Regions from separate parts of the Sus scrofa genome. Here region 1 is linked to region 2. Evidence: chromatin contacts called from public Hi-C data. All regions are on one chromosome and are shown on one strand. Each heading gives the region's core, a stretch centred on a gene start, on an enhancer-like site or on the middle of the called end of the contact. The rest is flanking DNA. Distances are from core to core; before and after follow the strand shown. Region 1 holds the start of FZD5 (frizzled-5). Region 2 holds the start of KLF7 (Kruppel like factor 7).

The links. Hi-C and Micro-C count contacts between places; a contact is called where the count stands out from the background.
Region 1: a Hi-C map of liver shows a contact between it and region 2, with 5 times the contacts expected there. The contact joins the promoter of FZD5 here to the promoter of KLF7 in region 2. A contact is called at or near these places in 1 of 47 Hi-C or Micro-C datasets (liver) and 1 of 2 datasets of contacts at active chromatin or transcription factors (skeletal muscle).

The regions. Positions count from the first base shown.
Region 1 is chr15:110,917,680-110,924,996 of Sscrofa11.1, forward strand. It overlaps FZD5 (frizzled-5), which reads right to left and starts at 3,183. Exons shown (of 2, transcript XR_002339431.1): 1 at 3,047-3,183. It overlaps LOC110257173 (a long non-coding RNA gene), which reads left to right and starts at 3,792. Exons shown (of 3, transcript XR_002339433.1): 1 at 3,792-4,170.
Region 2 is chr15:110,374,662-110,382,300 of Sscrofa11.1, forward strand. It overlaps KLF7 (Kruppel like factor 7), which reads right to left and starts at 4,441. Exons shown (of 4, transcript NM_001097487.1): 1 at 4,146-4,441. The coding sequence starts at 4,247.

The DNA.
Region 1 (7,317 bases), core at 1,933-4,432, 540 kb after region 2:
CCTCTAACTTATTCAAGCAAAGCTGGCACCGTGAAGAATGAGAATGATTACAAGTACTACCGAAAACAAACTGAAGCTTGGTAAAGCTAGGAGAGACACCAAATCTCTAAACACTCCCCAACCTTGTCACTTTCAAGAGGTCCTATTCACATTCTGCTCCCCTTCCTTGGTATGACCTGGGGTTTCCCTTAACTTAGGAACTAAATACTGGGACAAGCAGCTCACCTTAAAGCATCTTGGACACTTTAAGTAGTGGAAGGAGAAACAAGCTGTAAAAAGCACAGGGGTCAACTTCCCAGTCACAGCAACCCAAACTTTCACTGTTCACATTATTTGTAAAGACACAAGTATAGGAAATATATTTTCCCAATTTAGACCACACAGTTCAAAGAAACCTGAACCAAGTGGAACTTCATTATAATGCCAACCTTAGGATTGTAAAGCCCCCAAAGCAAAGGGAAATTTTGTTGCCAAAATGCAACAAAGTTAAAAATTAAGAAAACTACATATAAATTAAAAATAGGGTTCCCCTTGAAAAGGCAGGTGAGCTGAGCCCCTTGGAGAAGCCCTGGGACAGGTACTCCCCTTGAAACAGCCCCTTTCCCCTCTCTCCAGGTTGCCCCAGGAGGGGGCATCAGCACCAGGAAGGTAAATGGAAGTGACCTTGGCAAAGCTACCAAACAAAACAACCTCCCTCCCTCGGCTCCCGGCCGGCCTCGATCTCGGTCCCGGTCCCTCAGCCTCCTCCTACACGTGAGACAGGGACACCTGCTTGTGATAGGTGGCGGCGGCAGGGCCGGGTGGCCCGGTCCTGCCTGTGAGCGCTGCGCTGGCCTCGGCGTAGTCCCCGGTGGCCGTGGCCCCGCCGCTCTTGTGGCCCCGCCGCGGGCGGCAGCAGCAGCGGCTGGTGAAGCGCCGCCACGACTCCACAGTCTTGCCAGACCAAATCCAGACGCCTGACGTGATGCCCACCACCAGGCACATGAAGTATTTGAGCATGAGCACCCAGTACTCAGGCTTGGCACGTGGCTGCCCGGCGTCGGGGCCTGGGCACGCGCAGGTGAGCGCAGCCTCCCAACTCTCGCGATAGTGCTGTTCGTACAGGTAGCAGGCCACCACGATGCTGGCAGGCACCGTGTAGAGCAGCGTGAAGATGCCGATGCGGATCATGAGCTTTTCCAGCTTGTCCGTCTTGGTGCCGCCCTGCTTGATGACGCTGCGGATGCGGAAGAGCGACACGAAGCCTGCCAGGAGGAAGAGCGTGCCCACCAGCAGGTAGAGCACCAGCGGGCCCAGCACGAAGCCACGCAGCGAGTTCAGGTTCTGGTTCCCCACGTAGCAGATACCGGCCACCGGGTCCCCATCCACCGAGCTCAGGGCCAGCGCAGTGATGGACTTGACACTGGGGATGAGCCAAGCAGCCAGGTGGAAGTACTGTGCATAGCCCGCGATGGCCTCATTGCCCCACTTCATGCCAGCTGCCAAGAACCAGGTGAGCGACAGGATGACCCACCAGATGGAGCTGGCCATGCCGAAGAAGTAGACTAGCAGGAAGACGACAGTGCACAGCGCAGGGCCCGTTGTCTCGTAGTGGATGTGGCTGTGCTCACGGCTGCAGGCGACGCTGGCATGGCCCACGACTAGGCGCACCAGGAAGCCCAGCGACACGCACAGGTAGCAGGCTGACAGAAAGATGATGGGGCGCTCAGGGTAGCGGAAGCGTTCCATGTCTATTAAGAAGGTGGCCACCGTGGTGGAAGTGGAGATGAAGCACAGCACAGACCACAGGCCGATCCAGAAGGTGGCGAACGTGCGCTCGTCCGGGCTAAAGGACGGCTGGTAGCAGGGTACCGCGCAGTTGGGTACCTGGCCCGTCCGCACTTTGTTGTAAAGGGGGTGCGACTCCTTCAGAATGGGCACGAAGGGCTCGCGGCACTTGCACACCGACGGGCCCCCGGCGACGCAGTCGCTCCCTGAGGCCGGCGCCCCCGGAGGGCCTGAGAGGGTGGGCTTGGCCGGGAAGGGCCTGGGGGGCGCCGTGGTGGCCTCGCTGCGGTTGTAATCCATGCACAGGACCTCGGCGTCGCGGCCCAGCACCGGGAGGCGGTCGCAGCTCATGCGTTCCGGCCAGGCAAAGCCGTACTGGCGCATGAGCGGCGAGCAGCCGGCCTTGGCGCGCTCGCACACCGAGCGGCACGGCGGCAGCGGCTTGTGGTAGTCGGGCAGGCAGATGGGCGTGTACATGGAGCACAGGAAGAAGCGCAGGTCCGGCGAGCAGTGGATCTCCACCAACGGCCAGAACTGGTGCACCTCGAGGCCCGCCTCGTCCTGCGTGTCGTGGTTGAACTGGTTGGGCATGTGCGTCAGGTTGTAGCCGATGCCGCGGCACATAGGCACTGTGATTTCCTGGCACACCGGCGCCTTGGAAGCGGCCGTCGCCCGGCCCGCCAGCTGCGCCAAGAGCAGCAGCAGCAGCGAAGGCGGCGCGGACGGGTCAGGCCGAGCCATAGCCCCCTCCCTCCCCTCTCCTCCCGCAGCCCAAGCGGGGCCAGCTCAGGCAGGGGAAACCAGGACCGTGCTTCCCTCTCTGCAGACTTGTGTGGCGCCGGGGCTGGCAACCTGTTGGTTTCTCTTTCTTTTAAAGAAATCCGTCCAAAGATAAACTGTTCCGGGAGGGCGCTGCCTCCGCAGGGAGAGCTCAGCTCTTCGCTGGATAGGGCTGAGGAGGGACAGTTAAGGCTCCGATTCCAGGGAAAGTACTCTTTAAAAAAGAAGGTGGGGGAGAAGAAAGATTGCTGCCACTGCCAAGGAGAGGGGCGTCAATGGCTTAGTCCTCGCGAGCAGTCTCCAGATCTCTAAGTTAACCTCTTTCCCTTCCCTTCCCTCCACCTCCAGAAACCAAACTACAGACTCCCCGCCTCTCATCCCGCCTCCCTTTCCGCCCGGCCTTCCACGCTGTACCCCGAGGTCAGAGCGCTCAGCCCTCTGGAAAAGGGCAGAAGGGCAGGGAAAACAACTGGGAGGAGGAGAAGGCGCGTACTCTCACCTCGAAGGATCCCGTGAGAAGCAGATAGTCAGTCGCCAGCCTGAATCCTCCGTCCCTGGGGCTCTTAGCTCAGAAACGCGACTTTGAACCGAGCTGGCATCGAGAAAGTTTGGCGATAAGCTGGGTACCCGAGGCAGCACATGGCAGCAGGTGGGGGTGTCTTAGAGAGGCGGTCGCCCGCTGAACGAGGTCGCCACAGACCGGTCACTCGCCCTCTCCTTCTCCGGGGCCCCCTGCATGATCCGAGCGGGACAGGGCTGGGGTCGGCCGTGCCTTCCACCAGGGTCCACCAAGGGCGAGCGCGCCTGGCAGCACCTGGGCAAAAGGAAGGCGGTGTGCGGCGACCGGGGGCTTCCGCGGCCTCACAGTACCGCCAGCAGCTGGTGTTGGCTCCGCCAGGACTGCATGGTGCGCGCCCGCCGCCGCGTCCCGCCCGCCGCTCGCCTCCTCCCCTGCAGGGGGCTCCGCGCTCCAGCTGATTCCTGGGGGCGGTGGCGGCGCTCCCGGGACGTGCGGGACTCGGCTCCTCCTCCGCGCTCTAGCACCCTTTCGCCCACCTCTGGCGGGTACTCAACGGCGCGCGGCGGCGACGACGGCTGTAGTGCACTTGCGGCCGCAGGCTGGACTGGCCTCTTGCGCCCCGCCCGGGTCACCTGCTTCTAATGCCCGCCAGGAGGCTCCGCCCCGACCCCGCCCCTTTGAGCTGGAGCTCGGTTGGTGGGCCGCCCCGCCACGCTCTCCGCGCGTCCCCGCCCACTGCCCCGCGGGATCGGCCTCTCTTCGGGCGCCCTCCTGCCCCCTCCCCGAGCGGGCCGCTGAGGAGTGCGGGCCAATCGCGGGCCGGGAAGCAGTGGGGGCGGGGCAAATGCTAATTTCGCCTTCTTGAGACCCGGGGCGGGAAACCCTAGCTCGAAGTCCCTCCCGAGTTCTCTAGTGGCGCCCACCCGTGCCTTGTCCACTTTTCTGTAATGGTCTAGCTTACGAACCCTTGCTTCCAGGGCCCCTACCAGGTCTCCTCTCTCCAGCTAAGCATCCTTAGAGTCCAGCGCTTGTTTAAAAGAACTGCTCAAAGAATCACTTTTAACTGTGGCACCTGTCTCCTCTCTGCGTTGTCCTCATACCAGGTGAGCTTAAGTTGAGAGAACAAACGCTTCCTGAGCCCCTATTGTGTGTCGGACAGCGTGTTAATCGTTCATATCTTAATACAGGGTGTCTCAGATCCTTACAACAATTCTATGAGGCAGGCACTCCTTACAGGTGAACAAACAAGAGGTTTAGAAACTTGACCAAGGCAACCAAGCTAATAATAGCAACCCCCAGGAAAGCCACAACCTAGACAATCTTGGGAAGCTCGGTATTCTGAGCGCCTGGCATAGAGTAGGCGCTCAAATGGCAAACCTGGGATTTGAACCGAGATATTTGGGCTGCTGCATCCACAGTTTTAACAGCCACCACTCTCCCCCCACCCCACCCCCGCCATTATGCTACTGGTTAGCTCCCAGGCTTTAACCTTTACTTTTGCATTTCGTAACAAAATCTTACTGTTGCGACAGGAAAGTGATTTTCTTTCTCTTAGGAAGACTCGAGACAGGTTAGTCCTTTATCAGTTTATCGGGTTAAAAAGTCCAGGCAGTTCCCAAGTCGCCCGCAGAGAGAAGCAACACTGGCTCCAGGCTCTGTGATGGGCTAGGCGCCGGCCCCCCCGGGGCTGCCCGCTGCTTAGCCACGCACTAGCGCGCCGCCGGGGATCCGGGGCTCACAGAACAGCCAGAGCCCGCGGGAAGACCTGCTGGGCGCCCCGACCGCTGGGACGCACAGTGGCGCTCTTCAGATGGGTTATTATGCTGCAAGTTTTTAATGTCCTAAAAATGCCTCTTTTCTACATGTTCTAATTAGGTTGGAAGACTGAGGTGTTTAGCATTCTTGAAATTCATTCACACGCTTACAAAGAGAGTTTGAATTGTTTCCCGCTCCCCCACCCCTTCCTTCGACTGGGAAGAAGGCGGAAAAAAGGCCAGAGGGCCTGAGTTCTTGAAGGACTCAGGACTGGACTAAAAAAGGGTTGAGATAGACCGCGCCGATTGTCGTTCTTGTGTCCTGGTCCCATCTACACAGACTGAGAGACTGTTTCAGAATGGTCCCCTCTCTCCTGCTTTGTGAAAAATAATGCAGAATATGTGTATCAATCCCAGCCTCAGAGTTAAAAGAAAGAAATATCAGTTGCTTCACAAACAACAAAACTCTTAATAAACATGTTTAGAATGTACCTTACCTCTTTCATTTCCTGAAATTCTACAGGTGCTCCCATATTTTTGTTTGTTTGTTTGTTTTTTGGAACTACTTGGCACTTAGTGTCAGCAAACAACCCAGAGTTGAAAGTAGTGGGAGTTGAAAAGCTATGGAATAGCAATCAAAAAGAAAGGGAAACCCTCAGTGGAAAGTATGCACAGATTGTGAACATGCCAAGAGAGGCTGCCTCATTCTGTGGTCTTTATGCAACGTGTGTATTATTGGGGATGGACAAGTGTTGGCTAATAATAAAAATTATTTGAAGTTGGAGAATGTTAATCACTCATGCTGGCATTTAGCCAGAATACTTGTGTTATTTCACTTGGTTCTGACTCAAAGGATGTTATCTCCTCGTCTGAAAAACCTCTCTCTTTATAATCAACAGGGAAGTGTTATTTTTGCTTGGACATCTCTAATAATAGGAGTAATAACAGAGGGAAGATGTTGCCAAAAGAAATTTATTTTGCATTGTATAGCTTTTTGTATCACTTGGACTTTTGCTTTTTTACATCTATTACTTCACTTTAAAGGCAGTTTAAAATATGCTGTTGAACATGTATTAGGCGGGGTGCTAAATAATTCATTTGAGTTAGCTCATTTACTCCTCACAACAATCAGATGGAACTGGCACCATAATGACTTGCTTGAAGTTACACATTTAGTCCATGGAAAGGATGGAAATCAAAATTTTCTCCTGAGTCATACTTATTGTTTAACAAACTGGAAAACACTGAATTATTTTTAAAGACACATTAAAAAATTTTTTTTTATTATAGTTGATTTACAATGCTGTCAATTTCTGCTGTACGGCAAAGTGACTCAGTTATACGTATACATACGTTCTTTTTCTCACATTATCCTCCATCACATTCCATCACAAGTGATTATAGTTATCTGTGCTATACAGCAGGACTTCCTTGCTTACCCACTCCAAATGCAATAGTTTGCATCTACTAACCCCAAATTACAGTCCATCCCACTCCCTCCTCCTCCCCCTTGGGAACCACAAGTCAGTTCTCCATGGCTAAGAGTTTGTTTCTTTTCTGGAGATAGGTTCATTTGTGCCATATATTAGATTCCAGATATAAGTAATATCGTATGGTATTTGTCTTTCTCTTTCTGACTTAACTTCACTTAGTCTGAGAGTCTCTAGTTCCATACACGTTGCTGCAAATGGCATTATTTTGTTCTTTTTTATGGCTGAGTCATATTCCATTGTGCAGATACACCACATCTTAATCCATTTATCTGTCGACAGACATTTAGGTTTTTTCAGGTCCATGTCCTGGCTATTGTGAATAGTGCTGCAGTGAACACAGGGGTGCATGTATCTTTTTCTTTCTTTCTTTCTTTCTTTCCTGCCTTCCTTCCTTCCTTCTTTCCTTCTTTCCTTCTTTCTTTCTTTCTTTCCTTCCTTCTTTCTTTCCTTCCTTCCTTCCTTCTTTTCTTGCTTTCTTGCTTTCTTGCTTTCTTCCTTTCTTGCTTGCTTGCTTGCTTTCTCTCTTTCTTTCTCTCTTTCTTTCTTTCTTTCTTTCTTTCTTTCTTTCTTTCTTTCTTTCTTTCTTTCTTTCTTTCTTTCTTTCTTCTTTTTGCCCTTTCTTGGGCTGCTCCTGCAGCATATGGAGGTTCCCAGGCTAGGGGTCTAATTGGAGCTGTAGCCACAGGCCTACACCAGAGCCACAGCAACACAGGATCTGAGCCATGGCTGTGACCTACACCACAGCTCACAGCAACGCCAGATCAAGCCCAGGGATCGAAACCACAACCTCATGGTTCCTAGTCGGATTCATTAACCACTGAGCCACGACGGGAACTTCTGTATTTTTTCAATGAAAGATTTGTCCAGATATATGCCCAGAAGTGGGATTGCTGGATCATATGGTAGTTCTATGTTTAGGTTTTTGAGGTACCTCTATACTGTTTTCCATAGTGGTTGTACCACTTTACATTCCCACCAGCAGCTTAGGAGGATTCCCTTTTCT
Region 2 (7,639 bases), core at 3,191-5,690:
TAGATTTATGGTAACTAAAGAGCACACAAATCACATACGAGAGAGAAAAAAAAAAAAAAAAAAAAAAGCCAGCTATTTTATCCTTTCAGTGTGGTTAGCAAGGCTCCTTTGTGTCTACAAATTTCCCTGGGTGGTGCTGTTGCCAAGAAATTCTAATTCATGACAAGGTTTTCTGCAAACTGGGGACAGAGGCAAACCTGCGAATGCAGGGACCCTATAGTTTGCTTTGTCTTTCTGGCTGAGGCAGCCCCTGACTGCTCAGGCCTGTGGAAGGCAAGGCAAAGGCACTATCCCCATATAGAGGGAGAAGCAATGAAACTCACACATCAAATCCCATCCCTAGCTCCATGAAGGCAACCATTTTTGTAGGTTGTCCCCCAGAGATGCTTCATACCAAAGGCCCTTGTAAAAAAGTGTTTCATGGTGCCTGAAACCAAGATGAAATTGTGGTGTTACTGGGACGGGTGTCGTTCTTACAGTAGCCAAGTATGCCATTAGTTTAAAACAATCGGGGAATGGAGGAGGAGGGAGGAATGTTCTATGATTTATTTATTTGTTTCCAGTAGCAGTGGAAAATTTTCTCTGAGCAAAAGGGAGGCCTGAAGCTGACCCCATCTGCCAATTATGAATCAGCATTACCAACAAGCATAATTCCATAAGAGTTTTCAAGTAAACATACCATGCTTCTCAATGGCATGAAGCAAAGCTAAGTGCAAATAAGACTTAAAATATCATTACTTGACTGGAAATCATGAAACAGTAGCCTAGGGATAAAAAGTGTATGCAAATTCTAAAAGTCTTTGTAGCTTCCCAAAGAAAAAACAACCAACAGTATTGTACCAAATCTTTTATTTTCCAAGTCAGCAGAGGGTCCAGAAAAATGATTTCTAATGGCAACAAAATTCGTGAACAGGTCCCCCTTTAGCCATCATCAAGTGGTACCCTATATGCTACTATAGCTTCCGTCCTACCCTTGACTTTTTCCCACTTTTGCTCATACAGCTCTTGGAAATTTTCCTGCAAGTTTTCAAAGAGCCTAAGGCTGGTAGCCTTCAGAGTTGTGCGTCAGCTGAATTCCATAAAATAATAGACCACATAAGCACAGTGTAATTTACAGTTATATGACAGGCAGGATGATGTTACTTGGGCCAAGTGCTTAAGTATGCAGTCAGAGCCCAGGAATGGAGAGCTGTTAATGCAGGATGTCCATCTGGATTTTAAAATTACACCGGCAATGATGTTCAGAGTTGGAGCTGTATGTGCCTAAGACATTATCGCCTGAAATTCCAATGTCAAAATGATGACCCCTGAGAAGGAGGGCCATGACAAGCTCGCTGACTATTAAGCAAGACAATTATCTCAGATGAAAGTGTAAAGTAAAATCTTCAAATAGTCCATCCTCAATTTTCAAATGCACAGATGTTCTTGGATTTATCATCCAAGCCACTCTTTCTTACGAACCAAATCAGATTATTGGAATCTCTGTATTTCGCTCATCTCCTCAAGGTACACTGTTCACTTTCAGAAGTACATCCAATGATTGCTCCTCATTTGACCTCTAAAATCTGATTACCCCAGAGCATGAGGAAACTTCCTCCTGCCTGGGGTTCTTTGCAGCAACCTTCTTGAGCCGATCTGAGCAGAGTAGCCTTAAAATTTCACCATCTGATGGCTGATTTGGAACCAACGACTGCATATAACCACACTCCTCTCCTTTACTCAGAAGAGGGAAGGGGGCAGGGAGAGGGAGGAAGGAAGAGATAGAGGTTGGAGGTTATGTCATCGACATGAACTTAAAAGCCCTAGTCACCTTTACAGAAAGCATTTGTGACTACAGAGTCCAGAGAAGAAGGTTCCTTGGAGTGATATCTCATTTAGGGCTGTGTCCTCACAAGTTCTGTTTCAGCAGGAAACAGGGGCCTGCCTCTGAAAGAGCTTGGCAAAGGGTTTTAAGGTGAGGGTAGCTGGCAGTTGGAAAGGATTCAGGCAAGAAAGAAGGAGGGAAGTGCAGGGAGAGTGAAAAGTCCTTTGCCTACAGACAGAAACTAAGCTAAAGGTTCCTTGAAGGGGGTGAGATGAAGAGGGGAGGAAGAGAAAAGCAGAGAAGGCTTCTGAGGAAACAATAGATCTAATACATCCTCTAATTAGCAAAAGAGTGATGCTTCTTTACAGATCTAGACTTTCTCATGGATGGTCTAACCAGATCTAGAAAAGCAGGTTTTGTCTGGAGAGGCCTTCCCCAAAGCAGGCTTTACTACTGTGAAAACTTGAACCAAAACAAAGTTGGGTGATTCATCAGGAGGGAACGTTGTAACAAATAAAGCCAACTTTCTTCCCTCCAACACTGCTTAACAGTTGGTCACAAACAAGGGCTGCCTTGGGCAGGCTGACTAAATCAACAGATTCTCTTCCCTAACCTGTCTAGACAGTTGTTAATAGGAAACGGATTCGACACCAGTGGGCTGACAGTGTGAAATGAAGACTATTTCAGAAAATGAAATTCTGGCCACCTTTTGGTTTAATTAGCATGTGAAATAAAAGAACGAAAAAGCTCTAGTGAGACCCTTGGTGAGATAGTCTCCTTAAGGATGAGGGAAAGGATACACTGAAGAAATGCCTTATGTTAAAAACGCTTGAGCTGTGTGTGCATTTAGAGGGAGATGGTCAAATCCATCAGCCAGCATCCTTGGGCAGGAATGCATGTGTGGACGCAGAGACACCGGAGGCCAGTACCTGGAGAAACTCATAGCCTCAGATCAGAAGGGAGAATAGCAACTAGTAACAATGGTACAGAGAGAGGATTGGCTCCTTACACCAAAAGCCAAACCTCTCTCCCTAAAGCAGCTACTGTTACATCCTAGGCTCAAGCTGGCAAATCCCGCTTTGGATACTGGCAGAGGAAATTCAGCCGTTCATTAGCCTTAACAAGCTGCTGTCACGGAGCGGAGAAGTTACACGAGCAGCCACACACCAAGCTTCTTGCAGCCCCTCCTCAAGGGCAAGCACGTTTTTCCAAGGCGGACCATGCAGGTTCGCACTTCCAATGTGCAAATTCAAACCGTCTTCTTGGACTTTCCATGATGCACACTGCAGAATTTTGAAAGACTACTCGTGTTCCTCCACTCCCCCATCCACCATCTTTCCTGCATTTAATGTCCCCTCAGCAGCTCCTAATCCTTACTGAGAAAACCACCATTTCCGCAGCAGATCTAGCACTTTCCACTGACCAGCACTTTCTTTATTCCACTTCACAAAGCCCAGGGAACTTGTCACCAGCCCCACTTCCCCCTTACTGGGACACCCAGCCAACTTGGCATCAGTGCCCTTCAGCATCTTAGGAGTTTCTTAACTAGTCCTCTAAGACAAAGTCAGAGGCATGGAAGTACACATCACCCTTTGTCAGAGGTTGTGCCAAGTGGAGAGGGACCCCTCCAAAAAAAGAGAAGCAAGGACACACATAGAGAAGGTGTTCTCTTTCTGAAGACGTTGCACTGGAAAGACCTACAATGCACGTTCAGCATTAGACAGATAACATCTTCCAGTCCTCCTCGGAAATATCCTCAAGTATCTCTTATCACTGGGCTCCTCTTCTTTCTGCCCACCTTCTAATCTCAAAATCAAGTTTCTATTCTTTACAGATACTCCCTAATTACTGGGAAAACACTCCGCTTTGCTCCTACCGCCTCCCCTCCACCTGACGGTCGTTAGCACAGTTGAAAGAGATGAACCTGATTTAAGGTTCAAGATTCAAGTAGGTAGAGCTCCTGCATATAGGGAAGCGGTACCTGTCACCGACGACTTGTAACCCAAACCACCTTCCCAACCCTCTCCTCCGAACCCCAGAAGTTAGGGAGGTCTCTGCTGGGGGACACTGAGCTCGACAACGTGTGCGCAAGGATGCGTGTTGGCGACTGAAACGCAGGCAGCTCAGACCGGCTGCTCAGCTCGGCACACTAAGGGGTTAGGGGGTGGGTGGAGAGGTAAGCAGATGACTGTTTCCGAAAACATTTTAAATAACAAACAGCCAAAAAGGGGGAAAAAAATAAACAACAACAACACAAAATTCAACCCCAAGCCCACACCAACGCAGCCCCTGCGCCTCCGCCGCCGCCACACGATTTACACAAGTAATTTAAATCATTCACCTGCTGCCAGGTCTCCTCCAGGGATGGCAAAGCTGAGAAGTAGCCGGTGTCGTGGACAAGTTGTAGCTCCTGGAATATACTATAACTAGCCAACACGTCCATGCTGCTGCTGCCGGGCAAAACGGGAGGAGAAACCCTCCCCCGAACACAGTTGGGTCTGTTTGTTTGTCAGTCTGTCTGGCTCACCCCCCAAGAAGGCAGACATCCAGTGGCCCTTTTGTTTTGTTTTGTTTCAGTCAACTAAAAAGGAAAAAAAAAAAAAATCAATGCAGGAGAGAGGGAGAGAGGAGGTGAGAAAGGAGAGACTGAGTGGGGCGGATGGAAAGAGGCATCCAGCGTGTACAGTGCAGACGGCTGCCAGGAAAAGGGGACTTCTCCACGGGAGTAACAATTCCCTTCCAGGGCTCTAATCACTCCAGCTCGTGGATCAGGAAGGGGGATGCAAACTCACTGACACGAAGCTGCCATCTATTTCTGCAGCGCTGTTCGCTCCTAATGCAATCTTTGCTCTTTATTTTGGGAGGTTGCATTTTTTTTTTCTCGCGATCGCTTCTCTCCCCCCCTTTCCTTCCTCCCCACCCCCCACCCCATCCTTGCTAGTTTGTAGTCTTCCCCCCCTCCTTTTCTCCTCCTCCTGCTCTTCCCCCTCCCCAAACTCCCTCCCTCCGCCCGGCTCTCCGCGCAGCCGTGGGATCTCGGAGGAGGGCGTCCATTAGGCCGCGTGTGACCATGTAAGGTAAACAGGGGGCTCATGAAGTCACTGAAGACCAATGGGGAGCACGAAGCGAGGCCTGGGGCGGGGCTTGGTCCTGGCGACGGGCTTGGATTGGCGCGCTGCGGATCTCCCTGCTGCCTTACAAGGCGGTGCGAGGCGAGCTATTTTTAGAGGGCTATATAAGGGGGCTGAGGCTGCCGCCGGGCTGCCGGGTAACACGAGCGCGAGGGACGGGGAGGGTCGCGGCGACACTTGCGCTGGCTCCGGGGACGCCGAGGCGGCCGGGATCGGGCTGCACGCCGGCCTCCGACCCTCGCTTTGGTGCCTAGCGGAGCCAGGGCGTTCGGAGCCGGTTCCCCTGAGAAGGGAAAGGGTCGCATGTTGCCGTTCTGGCGTGGACGCGGCCGGTCAGGAGGTGAAAGTCCAGAACGCTGGGTTAAGATGCCTCCTGGAGGAGGAGCGGGGCGGGGGACTGAGAAGCCAGCGTGGGGAGGAGGGCCGGCCACTTCCCACTCCACCTACCTCCTAGGCCCGGGGGCGGGGAACCGCGAGGGAGGGGCAGCGCAAAGGACTTCCTCACTTCCTAAAAGATAAACCGGCGTGGGGGGCGGGAAAGAAAAAGTCACCAAAAGCCCCTTCACGAATTCCCCACAGGCTGCCAGGGTGCAGAGAAGAAGCGCCAGAGGAGAAAGTGCCGCTCACAATGGAGCAGAACAAAGGGGAGCGGAGCGCAGAGAGCAGCCTGTGCCCGCCCCGCGCCCGCACGCAGTCCCCGCCCCCCACGCCCCTTGGCGCCGCGGTGCGCCCCCCGCCCCCCAGCCTGTCCTGCCTTCTGACCCCGTGAAGGGGGAATGCAGCCGGGGTCAGACCCCCAGTTAGCGCTGACTGGAAGGGGACACTTTACTGGAGTGTGTTAAAGACAATAGAGGGAAGCTGGGTGGACGTGGGGTGCAGGCTGGAGCTGGCAACTTGCTCTGGTGTTAAAGGCAAGGCTCCCCATGTGGCTTGGAGAGAGGATGTCTACCTGCCCAAAGTGCGGTGGTGAGAGGAGAGGAACCGAATTACTTTCTGAAGCTATCATATAGAGTTTTATCTATAGAGACCCTGTTGTCTCTTAGGTGAAACCCTTGCACTACGCACGTTGTTGGGGTTGAACAGTTGTTTGCTTGACCTTAAGTGGTTAGTCGTTCAAGCTTCCCCAAAATGCACTGAGAGCTGAACTTCCACTTCTGGAATGATTGCAGAATTTGGTATTTCTTCAGAGATGAGAAACTTAATTCACCCTGCAGTGGAAGAAACATATCCACCTTAATCACCCTTCTCAGCTGTCTCGCCTTCTTACTATGTGGAACTCCATATCTCAATATTTGAAAGATTCTGTTTTATAGAACAAACACCATTTGAAATTCAGTATTTGTCAGGGGAAATTAAACAGGAATTATTGAGTTGAGGACAATCTAGTTTATTTACTTTCTGATGTCTGGGATTCTGTTGGTCAGATCTACCTGTATAATTGTGAATTTACTGTAAATGTATGTGCATGGACTACACAGATCTTGGTGCATTTAGTATTATACATACATATTCATGGTGCCAGGGGATAAATGGTATAAAAAGGTTAAAAGTCCTACATGAATAAGGTGGTATTACGATAGCACACATATAACTGCCAGTATATGAGAAGACTGCCTGGGCCTTTCCCAGAGGTAGAAAAGCACTTAGAGCCATCACATCCCAATGAATGTGTTAACTTGCTCCTTATGGTCATCCCTACTGCCACTTCCTAGCCATGAGACTTTAAGAAAATTACTGGCTCAAACCCTCTGGGCTGTGCATCTCAGAAACAGGAATAGTGGTATCTGCCTTGCCTGGTTATTATGAACAATCAAAATGTTATAAAATAATGTTTGTAACTCACCTAGCATAGTATTTGGTACTATTAGCTAAGTTCTAAATGTTAGCCACCACAATCTCCTGGCTTTAAGTAAATTAATATCTAAACTAATCAAACCCATGGGGGTGATGTACCAGTCTTAGAAGAAGGAGATAGAAATGTCTTGCCAATTTGGAATAGTTTCCCCTTCTCCCCCTCGACACGCTATTCTGATTGTGTGTGAGGACAGGGAGGAGGCCATTGAGAAGTACTGGGGCAGGAGTCATGCTTGTGAGTAATAGCGGAAGGAAAGAAACTTCAATGTAGGAAACTCGAGGCAAAAGCAAAGCAAGACAAAAGAATATAATTTGATGTTTGAGATTCAAGTTAACTTATTTTTTTGTTTTTGTGTTACACTATTAACATTTTGAACAGTATATTTATATACCTGTTAACTTATGAATTTGAAAATCTCATAAATAATAGATATAATTTATTAAGCACAATGTGCCAAACTGTGTGGGCACATAACATAAACATTTTGTACGCAATGTCTTATTTTGTCCTCATGACAACCCCAACAAATTGTCCCCAGCTTTACAGATGAAGATACCCAGGCTTGGAAATATTAAGCTCGTCAAAGTCACACAACCAGGAAGCAGTCAAACAGGGGTTTAAACCCTAGAGCATCTGACTTCCACAATTGTGCTCTGCATAGGGCTCTCTGCAAGGTGAAGACTTGCTTTCTTGGTTTTAAGTCAAGATTTGTTTATAAAAATTGCTTGGATGTGAAGAAGTAAGGCTTCCATTGGGGTTTTTCCCATGTAAATATCAGCTAACCAACTTACTGAAGAACTAAAATTTTACCATGTAAATCCTAAAAACCTCATTATGGCTTTTTCCAAA